2 separate regions of the Mus musculus genome follow, and region 2 is linked to region 1. A link is a contact called in public HiChIP or PLAC-seq data. All regions are on one chromosome and are shown on one strand. Each heading gives the region's core, a stretch centred on a gene start, on an enhancer-like site or on the middle of the called end of the contact. The rest is flanking DNA. Distances are from core to core; before and after follow the strand shown. Region 1 has its middle 3.9 kb from the start of Stom. Region 2 overlaps Ggta1 (glycoprotein galactosyltransferase alpha 1, 3).

Region 1 (6,825 bases), core at 253-2,752:
CTCTTCCCTCTGCTCCCGAACACTGGGACTGAGGCATGCACCACCATGCCGGGCTCTTGTGCATACTTTGAATGCGCCATTATCCTTTCCTCGAAAGCATCCCCTACCCCCTTTCTCTTCCCTCCTTACCCCAATGCTGATTAGAGGCAGTGGGAAGAATCACACCGCCATCTCGAAGTTTTCTCCACCAAACACATTGTTTTACTTGTCTGTTATCTGAGAACGCAGGGTAGCAATTTTTTTTTTTTTTAGGTCAAGAGCAGAACAGAATCACATTCTGCCAGAACATGCCTTAAATGGCCTCTGATCTAATTCCTGAGTGTGCCCTTGATCCCGTCTATAATCTCAGGAGCTCAGCCTTTGCTGTATCCACTCCAATCAGCATTGCAGACTTCCCATGCTCCCTCCCAAAAGACCCATTAAGCTCTGCTTACAGCATCCTACATCCCTCCTGCACACCAATTCCAAAGACCTGAGGACCACATGGTCAGGTCAGACACAGCAATGGCCCACGTCTCTGTACCAGGGTTTTGCTTTCAGTTATTTTTTTCAGTTATTTTATTTTTTATTTATCACACTTGAGGGAGGGTTTAATTTAGCACATGCTTCACAGTGACACAGTTGTCACAGTGGAGAAGGCAACTTGTAGTCTTGTATGTTATCATGAGTTAAAATACAGTACCCCCAAATTGAGATGTTAAAGCCTTGAATATCAGTACCTCAGCTCACTGTTGTATTTGGGAACAAGATCTATAAGGTAATTAAGTTGAAATTTGGTCCTTTGAGTAGTCCCAGATCCAATAGAGTTAGTTGTATTCTAAGAAAAGGGAAATCTAGACACAAGCAAAGGAAAGAAAAAGTAAAGATACAGAGAAATGAGAATTATTTACAAGTCAGAGAGAGAGAGACTTGGGACAGAACAGTCTCTGATAGTCCTTGGGTTGGGGGGAATCAACCTTGCTAATACAAAGAGTAGTGATTCTCAACCTCTAGGTCGAGACCCCTTTTGGAAGTCAAATGATCCTTTCACAGGGGTCACATATCAGATATTTACTTTACAACTCATAACAGTAGCAACATTATAGTTTATGAAGTAGCATCAAAAATAATTTATGGTGTATGGGGTGGGGTCACCACAGCATGAAGAACTGTATTAAAGGGTCACAACATTAGGAAGATTGAGAAACACTGCTCTAGAACAAGAAAGACAAATTTCTAATGTTTAACCCACCTAATCTGTGGGACTTTGCTATGGACTCTAACAACTGTCATGTACAAAGAGAATATTAGATCAATAAGATCAGGTACTACTCAGCACACAGTAGGTTTTCAACAAATGTTGGCCAAGTGGACTTATAGAGTCAATTAATAAGAGTCTCCCTTAGATAAATCTACTAAATACCAACACTGCTATTAATAGTAATGCCCCTCCCCCTATAGGTCCCCCAAGGCTGCTCCTGGACATCTTACCACATACTGTGATGTAATGGATCTGCTACCACACCCCGAAGGAACAAAGTCCTTTGGTGATGACTCACATCCGGGACCAGGAGCAATTTCCCTAAGAAGAGAAAAGATGGGGGAAAAAATCTTACTGTGATGCAGTAACTTAGAATTAAACCACCAGAGGAACATATCAGATTTGCCATCCTGGACAGACTGGCACAAAACGCAGCTTGTTACTCCACAGCTTCTGCATGGTATTTGATTAGCTGGCTTCCTTGAAGGCAGCAAGAACAAGCCTGGATCAGTAGTTTAAAGGACAAGATAGTCAAGACCTTTCCTGCTTTTACTGAAGCATTTCTTATGAGCAGAGGAAAAAGACTAATTAAATTTCCTTAGGACTCATTCAATTATGGACTCACAGCACATCTCTCAGCTCCATCTCTACATCCTAATGTCATCAACCAGCTATATCAATCAGTATTGAAATTGGTACCCTGAATATATTAACCAAAAACCAGAAACATAAAAGAAAACCAATAAGGAGTATTCTGATTTTTAGCTATGAAGACCCTTTTAAAGATGTCCATCTGGGGCCTGGAAGGATGACTGTGTTGTCAAGAGGGGTGATGCTCTCTCAGAGGACCAGAGTTTGGTTTCAGCACCCATGCTGGGCAACTCACAACTGCCTGTTTCTCCAGCTCCAGGGTTCTGGTCCAGACACCATCTTCTGATCTCCATGAGCACTACCTGCACATGCACAGTCCCACATACATGTATGAACAATAATAAAATAACAAATAAATAAACAAACAAATAAATAGACATGACTGCTCCAAGGAATAGAGGAGAAGAAGGTTCATTGTAGATATGAGGGAAAGAATAGACAGAGGCAGAGACTTCTGGGAGTCCAGAGTGAACCTGACCCTGAGCCAGGCCATGGGGGGAAAAGGGGGAGGGTGTAGGGAGGAGGGGAGAACCAGGAGTGTAAAGGGTAGAGCAGGGAAGGCAGGGTGACTGAAATGGCTGGATTATTTAGGAAGGGCAGCTGCGGGGGAAGGGTAGCCTGGCCCCTGAGCGGGAGAAGTTTAGAGGAGTGGGGTATGCCAGCCATACCTAGTAACAGGTAGAGACTGAGGGATGCTGGGAGAACCTGCTGGCCAGGTCTGTTTTGATATGTTAGATAGGCATCTCAGTGGGCCATTTGTCCCAGGTTTGATACCTAACAATAAACACATAATTACAAATAAAATCCTTTTTTTTTTTGAATTCTGAAAGTACTTTATACATACAAAAAAAAAGAAAAAAGAAAAAAAGAAAATTAGTATTTCTATCTGTGTCCTTGTCAGCATGATTCCGAATTGCTCTCAGGAGTACCTTCTCTTTTGTAAGATAAACACTATGCTGTTTGAAGTACACACAAAAAAATCTCATTTCTGTTCACTGCTCTGTACTTCCCATTATGGAAAGTTATTTCTGAGGAACTGAAACCCCAGAAGGTAACAGACCCCAAAAAGAAACATTTGAAACAAAATTCTAAATGATGAATCAGAAACAGACTTGAGCAGTCTTTAAGAGACAGGCAGTAGCAACTGTGATCTCTAAAGGGAGCTGTTCTAATTATTATCTTAAATGTAAAGTCACACAACTTTGTCAAGGTCATAAGATAAATTGCTACTTGAAAATTAGGTTGGCAAAACAGAGGGGAGATTTTTAAAAACCCACTGAATCAGGACAATGAAAAGGGTTTCAGGAGGATTTGAACTGGAGCAGAGAGACCCATCAGTCCCCAACGCTTCTGGTCGCCGCAGCATCTTGAATCACGCTGTTTCTTTTCCACGCCGTTTTGTTCCCGCTGTCCCCCATACCTCAAAGGCACATTCTCCCGAAACTAAATAATCGTTGCTATTTTGTTAGGATTCAGAATCTCAATCCAGTAGCCGTCAGGGTCTTGAATGAACGCCAGTCCTTTCATTTTCCCGTCATCAGGCTTCTTCACAAACTTGACACCTAGTTCTTCAAATCTCTTACAGGCACTGTAGACATCAGGAACGGCAATCCCAATGTGACCAAATCCACGAGGGTCCGAGTTGCCGTTGTGGTAACTCTGAGTCTCGTCATCTTCAGTGCCCCAGTTGTGCGTGAGCTCAAGGGTGGCTTTTCTGGAAAACGTCCATGCTGTCTTCTCGGACTTGTCCTTGGGGATATCGTTCTTATCCTCGTAAGCTAAGAAGTAGAGCGAGAACTTCATAGCAGGGAAGTCAAGCTTCTGCAGGAGGGTCAGTCCAAGAACCCTCGTATAAAAATCCAGGGACTTCTTAGGATCCTTAATTCTTAGCATCGTTTGCTGCAGTAGAAAATCCTTGGTGCTGGGGTCTGGATCGGAGCAGCAGCTGAAAGCGGTCTCATCAGTGAGGCCACTGGACGCCGGCTGTGGTTCTGCCATGGCTGCCCTGGAGAATCACCAACCTGCCCTAGTAGCAAACAGGCCAGCGGACCACACGCTCCGCAAGGCCCCCCTTTTTTTTTTTTTTTTTTTTTTTGTGGTTTTTCGAGACAGGGTTTCTCTGTGTAGCCCTGGCTGTCCTGGAACTCACTCTGTAGACCAGGCTGGCCTCGAACTCAGAAATCTGCCTGCCTCTGCCTCCCGAGTGCTGGAGAGATGGCTCAGCTGTTAATGGCTAGGCTCACAACCCAAAATATAAAATTTTCATCAAAATTATGAAAGGATCTGAAGAGATGGCTCAGCAGTTAAAGGTGTTTATGGTTCACATGCTGGTTTATAACCATCTATAACTCCAGTTCCCAAACATCGCATCTTCTCCTGAACTCTACAGTGGGATACAGACATGCATGGAAAGCAAAACACTCATATAACCTCTAAAAATCCTTATGATCGTTTGATTAATGGTGATAAAACTGCAGGCAAATTTCCTTTCTACTGACCCGGAACTCCACTTTTTAAAAACAATCTGTCCGCATGAGTATAGGAGTGCGTGTATGCGCAAGGGTGTGGACCTTTGTGTGCATGGAGATCAGATTTCTCAGAGCCAGATGCCAGACTCATTGTATGGGCGTTAGTGACACCAGATAGCAGATAGATTCTTTTTCTCTGTTATTAAGGAATTAAAAAGACAGGGAAATGGCTCAGCGTGAAACAAAAACTTACCTCAGACTCCAGAGGCTCCAGAGCCGAGAACCACTGACGCTCAGAGGTTTTTATGTGGGTTCAAGTATTATCTTTTTGATGACACTCGTGTTCTATGGGACTTACAGTGCTTGTGTGCCTCTTTTGGTGTAGTAATTTGATCGCCTGCTTCTGTCTATGAACATCTATCTCCCTTCCAACTGTCTTTCCCTCTGCTTCAGAGGTCCACAGTACCACTGGGATCCAAACTTCTCTTTATGATTAGGGAGCAAGCCATCTCTCCAGTCCTCTTTTAAAAAATTCTAACTTCTTGAAAATTCAAAAGGAGGTGTGTGTGTGTGTGTGTGTGTATGTGTGTGTGTGTATGTGTGTGTGTATGTGTGTGTGTGTGTGTGCACACGCGCGTGTATTACCTGCATGCACTTAAGCGCATACCATGTGTGCCTGGCTTTCACAGAGGCCTGAAGAAAGCAAGTGAATCTGTGGAGTGGATGATCCAGGTGATTGTAAACTGCCCGCTGTGGGTGCTGGGAACTGAACCCAGGTCCTCTGAGAGAACAGGAAGTACTCTTAACTACTGCGCCTCCTAAAATTATTTTTTAAAGAATATTTAGCCCAAACATTTACAGAGAATGTGTGTGAAAGTCAAAATTTGACAGTACTATGGGCAAGTGAAAGTCGAAATATTTAACTCAGAATTGGAAACTCTCATCTATTCCCTACAGTTTGTTCTTCATCTGGGGCCCAGAATTAATGCTGGAACTGATGCAATCTGGAGTGGGTGCCAGCAAATGTTTTGCAAACCCTCTGTCCCAAAGGGCAGCGGCTCACAAATGACGCTGGCTGAGATTGTCTTGAGAGTTCAGTTCAGGAGCACGAGCAGCACAGACAAATACACTTGGAAACACCGTTTTCCTTTCTAGTAAAAGAACAGTGAAACATAAATACTTTATTACAATAAGCAAGGATTAATTTCCTATTTGCACTGCTTCCCCGAGAGCCACAGCATATACAGGAAGTTCACACCCTGGGGTTTATTTATGGCAGAATGGGGAAAATGAAGCTGTGGACTTTGTCAAGGAAGATTCCGAGAGAACAGACCATTAAGCTACCATAGCCCCCGCCTTCTCTACGAGCAGCTTATCGATAAAAGGCTAACCATGTGATTACATGAGTTGGGACATCATCCCCAGGACTATAAATATTTGACCTATTTTATGGGAAGTCAATTTGAGAAAGCTGAATCACAAAGCTTAAAATTCTAGAACCTTCACCCTCAAGCAAAGGTCGACTTGATCCTTCCCACTGTCACTTTCCTGCTTTCTTCTGGACAATATCAGTGTTCCAGAGCTATAAAGTCAAGGGACAGCATTTCATGAGAGGGAACCACCACAAGGCATCTGGAATTACACAGCAAATACTGTGTGTGTGTGTGTGTGTGTGTCAGAGAGAGAGAGAGAGAGAGAGAGAGAGAGAGAGAGAGAGAGAATGTTTCCAAGAGGGAGCTCTCAGCAGTGATGAACTAGCTCTGTATCTTTATAACTGTGTTTATAAGAATGTATATACATGTGATAAAATGGCATATTTGAATACTTATTCTGTCAGGGCCAATTTCCTATTTTGAGACTGCACATAAAACAGATTTAACTATAGGAGTAACATGAATAGAGGGTCCTTGTGACCACTATAATGTCTTTTCAGCTTTCTGTGATTCTATGTTTATTCAAAATAAAATGCCTTTTAAAAGTTTATTTTGTGTACCTTAATATTTCCCTGAACAGTTTGCATTGGGACAGTCCAGGGAGAAAAACAAAAACAAAAACAAACAAACAAAAAAAAAAACCAGCAGTGATTTTTCAAACATGAGGTTTTCAGTTACAAACTGCAAGGGAGGCAACTTGAGACTGGGAGGGTTCTGGCAAGTGCTTCCTCCAGAGCCTGGACACTGTAAAATGTAATTTTAGAATCCAGGCCCGACCTTTCACCTCTCATGAATAAGTCTGCCCCCATTCCAAGGTTGGCTCTTTCAGGGGACATTTTTCACGGGCCACATCCTTATTTATAGAAAGAAGCCTTTCGGTTTTGATTAATCAAATGGGCTCCGTGCTGTTGCTTTCGAAACACCCTTAGCTTGTTTGTTTGTGGTATAATACAAACTTCACGAGGGCTGGCACTGTGTCCACCTCTGCCCACTGCATCAACTGGGAGGCCCTCGCCTGCTAGAGGCCAAGCGC
Region 2 (6,379 bases), core at 217-2,716, 110 kb before region 1:
GGCTTAGAGTGCTCATGTCTTGGCCAAGAATGATGAGTGAAGTGGGAGAAGTGGGTCATGCAAGTCAGATCTTGAATTCCAACAGTGCGTCTTGGAGCCCCTGGTAGCTCCAAGGAGAAAGCATTCTGGAGACAGGTGCTGGGTCTTAGGGAACTGGAGGAGACTCTTGCCTGGGGCAGGGGGAGGGGGAGGGGGCGGGGCTGAAAATGCTGGAGAGAGAGAAGTTAGGACTAATCCTGTCACACAGCCCCTGTGTTCTTCTCACACATGTTCTTGCCTGATAACAGGCCACCATACCTAGTTTAAGAGGTACTGAAGATCTATCAAACCCAAGTCCTCTTGGATGTTGGACAAACACTCTGCCAACTGAGCTACAACCTAGACGCTAGGACTTGTTCTTAATAAGCCTTTCATTATTATAAGCCCGTGGGTCCCTCTTCAAGAGCTTTGCTCATGATTCAGTGATCCCTTTGGGAGTCCAGTGACCCCTTCACAGGGACCGCCTATGACCCTCAGAAAACAGATATTTACATTGCAACCGTAGCAGTTGCAGATGTTCAGGTATGAAGTAACAATGAAATGATTCCCATGGTTAGTGGCCACCACAACACGGGGAACTGTATTAAAGGGCTGCAACATTAGGAAGGTTGAGAATCACTGGTCTAGATGCTTTAGTCTGGGCTGTACTGCAGTCTAGGCCACTGGAAAGGGGGCTGTGTGCTGAAAGTGAGGTAGCCATACCCCACTTGGTTCTAGTGGTACTGGTTGGGGTGTTGTGGGAGCCTCAGTTTCCCTGTCAGCTAGACAGCACAGGGCACAGATTGATCCGATAATCTCCCTGAACAGCTAAACAAAAGACGGAGGGAAAGGAGTCCGAACCCACAGGAAGTGAATTCTCAAAGCAAAACCCACAGAGAGGAAGTGCTTGTTATTCCCAGAGGAATCCCAAGTTGTCAGCTTGTTCTTGACTGTAGATATGAGGAAGCCATCTTCTAGATGTACCTGCCTGGTGGTTTACTGTGGCTCTGCCAGGCAAGCAACATTTGTACAATTTCCCTCAATCCATTCTTGAATTTGTTAATTCCTTCTGGGTTGATGGAGCCCTTACCAAGTACTGGGCTCTGCACCTGCCTGTGGAGAGGTGAGAATTTACCTAGGGGAGACCATACCTAGATGTCTTGAGTGTGCACTGAGTCTCCTAGGGAATGTGAGACAAGTCTTGGCCTCCTCTGAGGTGACTAGCTGGCTTCCTGCAGATGTGGTCTTCACACTGAGAGTGACAAGGGATGTTCCTGAGGCAGAGGAGCCCTCGGTGAGAGCCGACCCTCCAGCCCTTCCTGTATCTGCTCTAGGAAGCTGAGAGCTCTGTTGGCTGGAAGGCAGAAAGGAAGCCAGAGGAGGCGGCAAGCCTGGTACCGGTCAGCTGCCCAGAGCGGTATTATTAGGGTTAGCAACATCCAGAGAACAGCTGCCTGCCTTCCCCCTTCTAACAGAAGTCGGTGAGTGCTTATGTGGAAGTCCAGATGTCCCTAGGAGGAACTTGTCTGGCATCAGGTCCGGGAGAAGCGAGGACACTCGCAAAATCAGCACTTGGCTCCCCAAGCATAAGAGCACAGTCTGGGGTTGAAGATGGATTTTGATGGATCCTTAGGAAAGTCTGGTTTTGTGTGTCAGACAATATAGTGCAAAGGAAGGCTAAATAATATTTCTAAATACAAACAGGACTGAGTGTGCTTGGGACGCCATCTTTTATATGTTCCAAATTTTCAAAAATTACCACAGAGGTGCTCCGTGGCTGAGTCCAAACACCAAGCACCCCCGAAAAGGTGCACCATTCAGAGACTGTGGCATAGATAGCAGAGGGAGACTCCAGCACCAGGGCAGAGAAGGAATGAATCTAGTCTGCACAGGACATGGTGACTTGCTCAGTGTGATGGTCCACTGCCCTCCAGCTGCTTCCTTAGAGTTCAAGGCCACTCTGACTGACCTGGGCTGTGTCCCTTTACATTCATGTGCAGAAGTACCGGAGATGCAGAAGGGGACATTTATCTGTTTTGTTCTTAACACCAGCTGGGCAGCAGCCATGTCTATCAAAGGTACTAGAGGCGAGAGCTTCATGGAGCTATAGATGTCTGTGGTCAGGGAGGTCCCGGGGAGTGTTGGGAGGGAGGGGCTATGTTAATGAACCTCAGAATTTCAGTGTCCCCAGTGCGAAATGTTGCAGACTTTAGACATAGAACATCAATGATGTCATCGTGGTGGAGATGTAATAGTCACCAAAGACCCTGCTTTTATATCCTGGTTTCAAGGAGCCTTCCAGACTTCCCACCCTCCCACCTTGGCTCTGAGCTGCATCTTTCCTTGAGGCTCGGTTTATCTGTAAAGGAGAAGGGTTTGAGGATTGACACTTAGTGTTTCCTTCAGCTGTGAAATGTCTCTGTGTCTGATTATCGCCAGGCTGAGCCTACAGGAGCAACTCTTTGCTTTCTTGACTTCCCCCCCCCCCCTCAGGGTGTGACAGCTGAGCAGCCACAGCAGTCAGGGGTGAGAGGATCAAGTGGCATGGTAGCATGTTGTGTGTTCAGAACAGGCCAGAGTGGAGTCCTGCGATGCAGCTTGGGCCAGCACCTCTGATTCACTGCATGTTTGATTTTAAGTTGAGTTTAGCTCATTGTGTGTTCAGAGCCTTTCATTGTTGCACATAATCTATGGCTCATTCATTCGGAAAGGCACCATTACGTGGGGCCACAAACCACCATGTGGTGCTGGACCACCATGGATCATGTTCCACATCTGGCTTACCAGGAAATGGTTACAGTGTTATCTTGAGTGAATCAAGGCTTGTGCTCTCAAAAGGCGAGGTACAGGCTGCTTCAGACAGCCCTGGCTGAGGCTGTACTTCCAGGAGCCGGGACTGCAGTCGTTGCTGTGGAATTGTCCCAAGGATTCCATTGAGTGCTCAAGGCAGCTGTTGCCACCATGAGGGTAGGCTGGTTAATAGGATGACAGTCACTTTGCTCACAGCAGCCCTGGGAGCAAGAGTTTGAAGGCTGTTAATTAGGGAATCAGGGTCTTCTCTTTAGGAGCAGGAACATCAGAGGAAATGCCTGCAGTATAGCAGAAAGCACTCAGTAGCACTGTGACTTTGATGAATTCTTTGAACAGTGCTTAATATTTGCTCAGCATCCCAGGGAAGATTGGGGCCCCTTGCACTGCTTCCAAACAACATATCAGAGACCCACAACTGAGTGACCTCCAGGAACAGGGAGGTACTGATTCTCGGGACAGGTCATTTTCTTCCTCCTGACCAGCGGCTATTGCATACTAAATTCAAAATGGCTTCCCTCTGGTGCCCATGGTTAGTCTCGGCCTAACCTCCTGAGCTGTGGTCAGAGGGAGCAGACCTTCTCAACAGTGCTGGGCCTTCCTTTCTTGGAGCCAGCTGAAAATAAATGCAAGGCTGTTTCCTTTGTTGCTAGGCAAGATGTGCTAGGGTCAGGGGACAGGTGATCAACCTGGGTGCCTGGCTTGACAGAAACGACTCTGACTTGAACCCACAACTCACTGGGACCCGAGAGTCAGAACACAGCCCTGCTAATTTGCATACTGCTTTTTTCTTAGCACTCAGGGAACTGGTGTTTTGGTTGTTACAGTAAAATGACTCAAATTTCAGGATTCTGTGGGTCACATGGCGAGGGCAGCTGCCCGGGGAAGACATGCAACCTCCCAGCTTGCTTTCATTTTCTCTTCTATCCCTGCAGCAGGTAGAGCTATGGCTGACTCATGATGGGGGCTGCGCTAGGGCAAATCCATAATGACTGGAAAATAAATATAAATCGAAAATTTGTTGAGTGTGGCTAGCTAGAGGAACTCCGGGCTCAGGGCCCTATGTGGAGTATGTGTAGGGTCTCAGTTTTTTGATTCAGGATTGGGGGTCCAGCCACTGCCCAGTGTCATGATAGGGTATCTTACTGCATACCATTCACCTAGAAGAGATGCAGATCTGAAATGCAAAGTGTGGTTTCAACAGCACAGGATAGCATCTCTACCATCAGAAAGTTGAAAGTTTTAAGTCATCCATCATACGTCTGGAAACCTCTGGAATGGAGGCTCTGCTGTCTGCCGGTGAAAAGCAGAAAAAGAGGTGTTGTCCCCCTCACTCTCCAGGCCTCAGAGGTAAAACATGGCTCCCTCCAGACAGAGGCTGGCGTTCACTCTGTTGGGACTCTTGGACCTTGTAAGGTTTGAAGCAGAGAGGTTTGGAACGGAAACAAACCCGGAAGCAGTGCCTTTGGCAGCCGGAAGTCACTCTGCCTTCCCGAGCAAGAGTCTACAAAGTCCACCGCAGCCTCTCCATACCCAGCAGCCAGCCCCCTCATCCTGGTGCTCTGGGGCCGTGTCTAGGATTTCCTGCCATTCCTCCCATGCAGTTTCCTTTTCCTGCTCTGCTGGGCTTAACTTGATGTTCAGATTTGCTTTCTCAGAGGGATGCCACTTGGGACATGGTCTTCACTGCCCGAGATCTGCTCACTGCTTTTGCAGATGGGCAAGCTTCCGGCGAAGGAGGTGGTCCAGGAACCAGATTACTCTCTCTATAGCTCATGCTTACCTTTACTCGTTCTTCATGGCAGTTACCATGCCGGGGCCACGTTTGACATCTTTGCCTGCTCCTCATCCTGGCAGCTAAGTGACAGGGATGGATAGTGCTCTGGCTTTACAAAGGGGGAACATGAGATACACAGATTAAGGAATGCTCTAGAACCACATGGGAAGAAAGGGGGTTGGGACTAAGACAAGGCAATGAGATGGTGCACACAGCAGAAAGAAGACCTCCAAGCCAGCAGGGAGAAAGGAAGTCCAGCCTACAAAGGGGCGGGGCCTCTGAGGTCATGGGGCCAGGCAGAGCTCCTTAGTCCTGAGCCCCTCCACCCAGTCTCCTTTGGTCATTAAAATACTGGCCCCAAATTGTTCGTTCTATGCTACCAGCCTCTTATGAATGGGTGAAGTGCGGTGGCCAGGGAACCCTGAAGAGGAGGGTGGTGGCCTGGGGCCCGGTGCTGGGGTTTAGCAAAGATGGCAGATGCTCTTTGGTCCCTTTTAGGCAGCTTATGCCACAGAGCCAGCTACATACTGCTTGCCCCACTATGCAGGTCACACTTCCTGTTTGCCACTGGGATCCAAGTGGAACTTTGAGTGAAAGATGAGAGGGTGGATAGAGCCTCCTAACCAAAATTGCACCAGTCGGAGGTGGAAAGATACCAAAACAGGCTAAACTTTCCTTTCGAAGCTAGGGAAACTGAGGTGAACAGAAGTTTAAAGCGAGTGAGAACCTGTCCTGGCTCCCATAGTTTGCCAAAAGTCCTGATGTGAGATTATGAAACCCTCAGATGAGTCCTCGTTTCCACATTCCACAGCTGAGGGGTTGGGGCTGGCACAGGTGTCTGTCTGGGCTGGGAGGAGTCTTTTCGTGAGATGAGCTCTGTGAACAAATTATTTGCAAGTCAATACCAGCAAGCACACTTGAAGCCACCTCTCCTGGCAGTTTATATCTACCACGGGAGTGTGTGTGGGGTGGACATCAGGCAGCGCGTTGCACGTGTCCAGACAGCGGCCTGAGCACAAGAGGGAGTAACCTGGTGAGTAACTTCCTGGCAGTGAGTGGCAGAACCCTGGAGGGTAAGGAGGTGGTGACTGGGTAAGAGGGGAAGGCTGACTTAGTATCTGCTGCCTTTAAGGCAGCTTTGGTGTTAGCCTGCTACCCTGCACTCTGATTTAAGGGAGGACGCAGGGCGTAGCCTCATAACTGAAGAGCAAAGTACTGCTTAAGGCTTAGAGTACTAAAAAGTGCTGCTCCTCCCTGGTGCCACAGTAGGGTTAGAAAACCCTAAAGCAAGGTGAGAGAGGAGGATCAGATGCAGCGCACATGCAAGGCCACATACATGCACCCCCCCCCCCCCCACGCACACACACAGATACACCAAGATAAAAACACATGCATGCACAAACACCGCAGAAATCACTAAGGTTAGCTGTCTCTTAGCTGACCTTGAGCAGTGTGTTAATGGCCTGGAGCCTCTGTGTATTGGCTCCATGGAGGCTGTTGATGAATGACACACGAGCAGGATCTAGGAAGAGACTGTAGGCTGCTCTCCTTGAGCAGCCTACAGTCTCAGTGAGTGTGGCTGTGGCTCTCCACTCCAGTGCTTTGTTTTACTTTCTGTATCCCTATAACCTGACACCAGTGGAGTGGCTGACTGTATTTTGGGAGCTTTCCCTCCCCCTGGTCACCCATGAAGACTATGTTTTAAAGGAATATCCCGGGGCTTACCCCCACACACCAACCCGGCAGCGTGGCACCCTTCTTCCCATTAGAGCTCTT

The links. HiChIP or PLAC-seq counts read pairs in DNA pulled down with a chosen protein or histone mark.
Region 2: an H3K4me3 HiChIP or PLAC-seq map of bone marrow-derived macrophages shows a contact between it and region 1, with 2.4 times the contacts expected there. The contact joins two enhancer-like sites. A contact is called at or near these places in 3 of 115 datasets of contacts at active chromatin or transcription factors (bone marrow-derived macrophages, effector CD8 T cells and memory CD8 T cells) and 4 of 9 other capture datasets (adipose tissue, embryonic stem cells, liver and 1 more).

Annotation. Positions count from the first base shown.
Region 1 is chr2:35,337,473-35,344,297 of GRCm38.p6, reverse strand. It overlaps the pseudogene Glo1-ps. Among named protein-coding and RNA genes, the nearest start is that of Stom, 3.9 kb to the right of the region's middle. Within about 2 kb of position 1,502, at least 53 of the 459 cell types and tissues checked have an H3K27ac peak or open chromatin away from gene starts, as enhancers often do. A contact at or near this core is called in adipose tissue and bone marrow-derived macrophages, where this site is marked.
Region 2 is chr2:35,444,953-35,451,331 of GRCm38.p6, reverse strand. The region is part of intron 1 of Ggta1 (glycoprotein galactosyltransferase alpha 1, 3); the gene reads left to right. Among named protein-coding and RNA genes, the nearest start is that of Ggta1, 13 kb to the left of the region's middle. Within about 2 kb of position 1,466, at least 35 of the 459 cell types and tissues checked have an H3K27ac peak or open chromatin away from gene starts, as enhancers often do. A contact at or near this core is called in adipose tissue and bone marrow-derived macrophages, where this site is marked.